Linked DNA regions of Zea mays: region 1 is linked to region 2. Evidence: chromatin contacts called from public Hi-C data. All regions are on one chromosome and are shown on one strand. Each heading gives the region's core, a stretch centred on a gene start, on an enhancer-like site or on the middle of the called end of the contact. The rest is flanking DNA. Distances are from core to core; before and after follow the strand shown.

What was found. A called contact is a pair of places that touch in the nucleus more often than the background predicts.
Region 1: a Hi-C map of endosperm shows a contact between it and region 2, with 2.7 times the contacts expected there. The contact joins the promoter of LOC542123 here to the promoter of LOC103636219 in region 2. A contact is called at or near these places in 2 of 25 Hi-C or Micro-C datasets (ear and endosperm).

The regions. Positions count from the first base shown.
Region 1 is chr8:158,186,125-158,189,254 of Zm-B73-REFERENCE-NAM-5.0, reverse strand. LOC542123 (single myb histone 3) reads right to left here and starts at 1,480. Exons shown (of 6, transcript NM_001111755.1): 1 at 1,206-1,480. The coding sequence starts at 1,355.
Region 2 is chr8:157,876,640-157,879,658 of Zm-B73-REFERENCE-NAM-5.0, reverse strand. LOC103636219 reads right to left here and starts at 1,681. Exons shown (of 7, transcript XM_008658574.4): 1 at 990-1,681; 2 at 753-885. The coding sequence starts at 1,579.

The sequences.
Region 1 (3,130 bases), core at 231-2,730, 310 kb before region 2:
TGTAAAAGTATACTGCTTTAAATAGAAAAGGATAAATATTACCAAAGTACTTTTCCATGTTGAATCTAGTAACATCAACCATGTGTTATGAATCTATGCTACCTTACATATATTGATAGTCCAATTGTCCAAGTCAAATAAGTTTGACCGACCAGAATCCTAAAATGATTTATATTTGGAATCAGAGGGGGCAGCAGAGAAAGAATGTATTTGCGGATTTCATTAAAATACCATGGCCTTAAATTGCTAAGGTTGAAAACTCTAAGAAACTTCTTGAGGGCAATATCTTCCCAACCATGAATCCCTGTACAGTGTGGTATCATTAGCAGGATATCCTTCAAATTTATCACACTGAATCCTATCCCAACAGCAATAACTGCTGAGCACGTTGAGTCACTGACTAGAGTGCCTCTTCGCTGGCATGCTTGCATTTGTCATCAAACAAAAAGAATGTGATTTAAGAAATCACCTACTCATGAATCATCATCACATGATCAGGTACTCAAACCAATCAAAACTATGTAAAGAAACAAGAAAATGAATCCCATTCATTAAAGTAAATTCCTAATAAGCAAAGGCACAAGGGCAACATCCACGGGCAAGAGGACATCAAAAGTAATATGTATGTGATTCGCTTCTTTCAGAAAATCTGTTTCAACATGTGATCAGCAACATTATTGAATTCAACTATAAGATTATCAATTGTTCACAAATATGAAAACAGCTTAAATTTACACCATACACCCGGATCATAAAACATTCATACTGCCACATGTAATCCGACACTGCGTGTCCATGACCACCACAGCATCATTGTCCTTGAGCAAAATGATCACATCAAAGCATCCCTCGGCAGCATAACACGGCCATTTCAACCTTCGCCTACATTTATCAGTTACCCCGAACACAAAATCTCGCCTTCGATGGCCCAAATCTACTACGGTACTACCGACAAAACTGCAGCAGCCAGCAGGGAGACCACCAAGCACCCTAAAGTCCTAAACCCATCACACAACTAATAGAGAGGGAGTGATGCACGGGGAAATCAACACACGTTCAGAAGCACACGACGTACGAAACATCACGAGAAGTCGGGACTAGTCGAGGAGCAAAAGGATCCGATATATAAGATATAGGGACGCGCACGGCTAGCACCGGCACGGCCAGGTAGATGGGGAGCGGCGGGGAGATGCAGGGGAAGATACCTTGAGGTCGATATTGGAGCGGGAGGAGAGGATCGGGCTGAACTGGGGGTCCTTCTGGATGGTCCGCCATTTGCCGGCGCCGTGCTTGCGAACGCCACGGCGGAGCGCATCCTCCTCTTCCGACGTCCACTTCTGCTTCGGCGCGCCCATAGCTTGCTCTCCTCGCGGTTCGCCCTACTCCGTATCTCCTGCGTCCAAATTAGCTACTACTGCTAGCCGAGGCAAAAACCCTAATCCACCTGGATAGATAGCTTTCTAATTTATTTTATTTAACGTATATGCTTTTTTGTTGGGCGGGGTGGGGTGAAGGTTGGGTGGGTATAGATCTGGTGTTTAGAGCAAGTTCAGCGGTTCTTTAAAAAACTTGCTAGATTAATAATTTAGATAATTAATTAACATAAAAACTCATCTCCAATTGTTCTCTAAATAAACTTTCTAAATTTAACAAATTTATCATATAACCTTATTTTCTTTCTATATTTGACAATCATTTAGCAACTCCTTAAATAAACATATTGACTCCATTATATAGATAATAAAGTTAATTGATGATATTTGTAACTTTTTTATGTGGATAAATACAAAATAAAACTACAATATATATTTAGAGAATTATTGGAAACTCACATTTTTTTATTTCTAAAGTTATTTAGCAACTTCTTAAATTTATGATTTAGAGAGATAAAATTTACATAACTATTGTAATTGCTCAGTCCTGTTTGGTTTGGGTGACAAAACAAAATGTATTTGCCAATTTAGAGACTAACATGAAATAAAATGGAGTGACTAAAAATTAGTTTCTAAAAACCAAACACCCTCTAAAGTTTAGTGATTAAACTTTAATCACTTTTAGTCTCTAGAGAAACAAACATGGTGACTAAAGTGGGGTGACTAAAAGAGACTAAAGTAGAATTTTTACCTTATTTGCTCTCTCATCTTTCTTCGTGCAGCAGACATCCACTAATTAATAGTGACAATGCAATTATTCGCACCAATTAATGCTCTTTAGTCAGATTTAGTCATTAGAACCAAACAGAGTATCTAAAGTTTAGTCAGGTGACGATGCGTTTGTTTACGGGACAGCTGAGGACAGGTAGGACATGGACGTCCCCTGACGTACTCTCTCATCCCTCCAATTTTTAGGGACAATTGAGATAATACTGGGATAATACTATCTTAATCCATGATACGGAAACAAACAAACTTATTTGATTATTTAAGGAATTGTCTATCCCATCTCATTCTGTCGTTACAAGCAAACGCACACTAAGAGGGTGTTTGGTTTCTAGGGACTAATTTTTAGTCCCTCAATTTTATTCCATTTTAGTCCATAATTTACTAAATATAGAAACTAAAACTCTATTTTAGTTTCCCTATTTAACAATTTATGAACTAAAATGGAATAAAGTTGTCGGGGACCATAATTAGGGGTACCCTCAAGACGCCTAATTCTCAGCTGGTAACCCCCATCAGCATAAAGCTGCAAAGGCCTGATGGGCACGATTAAGTCAGGGATCAGTCCACACGAGTGACTCGATCACGCTTCGCCCGAGCCTAGCCTCGGCCAAAGGCAGCCGACCTCGAGAGACTTCCGTCTCGCCCGAGGCCCCCTTTTTATGGCGGACACATCACCGGCTCACCCGAGGCCTTGGCTTCGCTCAGAAGCAACCTTGACTAAATCGCCACACCGACTGACCAAATTGCAGGGGCATTAAACGCAAAGGTGGCCTGAAACCTCTATCCTGACACGCGCCCCCGGCAGGGCCGAAGTGACCGCCGTCACTCCACCGCTCCACTGGCCAGTCTGACAGAAGGACAGCGCCGCCTGCGCCACTCCGACTGCAGTGCCACTCGACAGAGTGAGTCTGACAGGCAGTCAGGCCTTGCCACGGCGAACTACGCTCCGCCCGACCCCAGGGCTCGGA
Region 2 (3,019 bases), core at 432-2,931:
AGCCTAACAGAGTTTACCTACCAGGACAGCAGTACCAGAAGAAAGTTGTGTACAGCATTAAATACTTCTGCACATACGTTTGCAGAGACAGGCATGCAAGAGTAAATATGGAACAAGTATAATCAGCTGCATTGGTTCTACATAAACCAGGAAAGAAAATCACACACTTTGACACTTATATCTGCGAGAATCCAATGCCCAATGGAACATCAGCGTTGAACAAAGCAATACAGAAAACCAGATATTCAGAAGAACAAACTCTCTTCCGCACAATAACCACCAGTGGACAAACTCAGGCTACAGTGTATGTGCTGGCGTGCACAGGGAAGGCACATGACGCGGAATAACCACCACTAAAATATTATCAAACAAGTCCCAATTATCAAAAATCATTGCAGTCCACGGTTAGCAAGATGGCTACATGTCCAACAATCATAAACCACGGCCTACCTAGGCAGAGCATGCACATCCACCCCGAATTGCAGACATTCTGTCCATTAGCACGCATATAAACAAACACCTAGGCTGCAACGGGCAACTAAGTTGTACTCAGCTTGAGGCCAGAATGCTCCAGCTTCAGAAGCCAAGTCCACGCGACGCGTTATCGAACTCTACAACCACAAGGTCAACTGTGCTACCACGAATGGAAGCCTGGGAGGCGCATCGAGTCAAATTCGGACCAATGGGCAGGGTGAAATGGCGAACGAGATGAACCATTAGGGAGGTAACCAGGTGGCGGGGAAGGCACGTACCCTGATGCGCGCGGTCATGTCCTGGTTGGCCTCGAGCAGCTGCGCGACCTCGCGACGCATCTGGCGTACCTGCACCTCCTTGCGATTCCGCAGCAGCTTGATCCGGGCCACCGCCATCCGCAGCGACGTCTTGCTGGGAAACCATCGTAGGAAGAAAAAAAAATAAAGCAGACGTTAGGTAGGTTACCCCATCCTTCGGCATCCAGCCGGGAGCAACAGAAATCGATCTCCACAGACCACTTGTCAGGCTTGAAGCCCTTGTGCAGGACGCCGGAGAATTTCCCCTTGCTCTTGTGCATCTCCGCCCCCGCCGCGCGGCACGGACCTGTGTCTTCCGGCCTGATTCGAATCCAGCCAAATCCAAACCGGGCGCGACACCAAATACCTGCCAACCTCCACCTAGGCGGGGAGGGGGGACTCCCTTTTGTCGCTGCGGCGGTGGATTGGAATATGGAAAGATTCGGGCTCTCACGCACGCGGGAGGGCGCAGGCTGCCGCTGCCGCCTGCTGCCAAGGGGAACAGAACAGGGGGAAGGAAGCAGGAGGAGACTTTTTGCCGAAGGAAGCAATTGTATCGCTTTTTGGTTGGAAGGGGTGGAATCCGTGCGGGCGATGCAGGGCAGCGGGAGGATCGGCCTTCCTCGCCGCTTCGCTTGCGCGTTGTCGGTTGGGCCGCTGCCCGCTGGCATGGTGGTGGATTGACCTTGACCGGTGGCCTTCGACGACGGGTTCGAGGCGCTCGGCTTGTGGGACGTGACCCTTCGGTGCAAACACGGCTTGCGTGATTGCATATTTGCGTAAATTGCGTTTGCGTTGACGCCGGCCATGTAATAAATCTCCCTTTGCTACATGGTAAAATGTCCTATTTTCTGTAAAAACAAAATCGATTCTTGTAAAACCATGTATGACATCTATAAAAATTTCTGCGTTCTAAACCTTCTGTTTTGACCTACTAGTAGTAATTTTTCACGTTGGGAGTTGGGAATTTTTGTCTCCATAGCTTTAAGTCTGTGGATGGGAAAAAGCGTGTCGTGTGTTCGGCATTTTCTGCGTTCCCAAGTGTATGTGACGTGTGGGACTTGGGCTTGTGGATTCAAATATTTACGTCTGTTGATCAGCAAGAAAATGGGTGCAGGCCGCGTTTGCAACAAGGCTCTAGATGCGCATGGGGCACGATAGGCTTCGAGATTCGCTGTTCTTTAGAAATCTTTATATAATTTAGAATCTGGTAATGTAACTTGCGGAAACTAAACTTTCTTCCTTACAAATGAGGTTTTGTTTAAAGTTGTCGTCCGAAGCCAAGGTCCCAAATACGTAGATTGTGTTTCAGCTGCAGGGCCAGTGGGCCACATGGCATTGCTCTAAGAGCAAGGATAATGGTTACGCCAGTTGACGACACGCTGGTAAAATAAACGCTTTACCAAATAAACTTAGGGCCTGTTTGTTTACCCCACAGATTATATAATCTGGATTAAATAATCCTAAGAGTCAAACAAACAGTCCAGCTTATTTGTCCAGATTATATAATCTAACTCCTTGGATTATGATAATCCATAAGCAAGTGAGGAGGTGCTTATTTCAGATTATTTTTTCCCACTTCCCCACTACCCTTTCAAGTTTTCTAGAAATTACCCACCATTGTCATTATAATCCACCGAATCGTTTTTGCGCCTAGTACTAGTCAATTTGGGATGAAGAAGGTGACATGAATGCCTTCCGTGATAATATTGCTAATGCAATATTTGCCAATGTCAATTGAATTATTTTTTTTCACATATGAGTTTCAACCTAGTACAAATATAGAGGGCATTTTTGTCTTACTCATACAAAAGAATCCTATTAACAACTCAAATAATCTGGGTAAACAAACAGGACTACTCAGATTATATAATCCAGATTATATAATCCAGATTATATAATCCTCCAAAAATAATCCAGATTATATAATCCATGTGGGTAAACAAACAGATCCTTAGGGCCTGTTTGTTTCAGATTATAGATTATATAATCTAGATTATAATCTAGATCATATAATCCAGATTATAATCTGTCTAGATTATAATCTGTATATAGCTGTTTGGTAGTCTGGATTATACAAATGCAGATTATTGTTATCTAACACACAAAGTCAACAATGCCCTTGTTTTTTATTTGATTTCTTTTTTGCAGGTATATGTCATTCTATCGATTCATACAAATATTTTGAAGATACGAAAAATAGATGTCATTTCGTACATCTTATTTATGCACAAGAAAGTATCTATAAA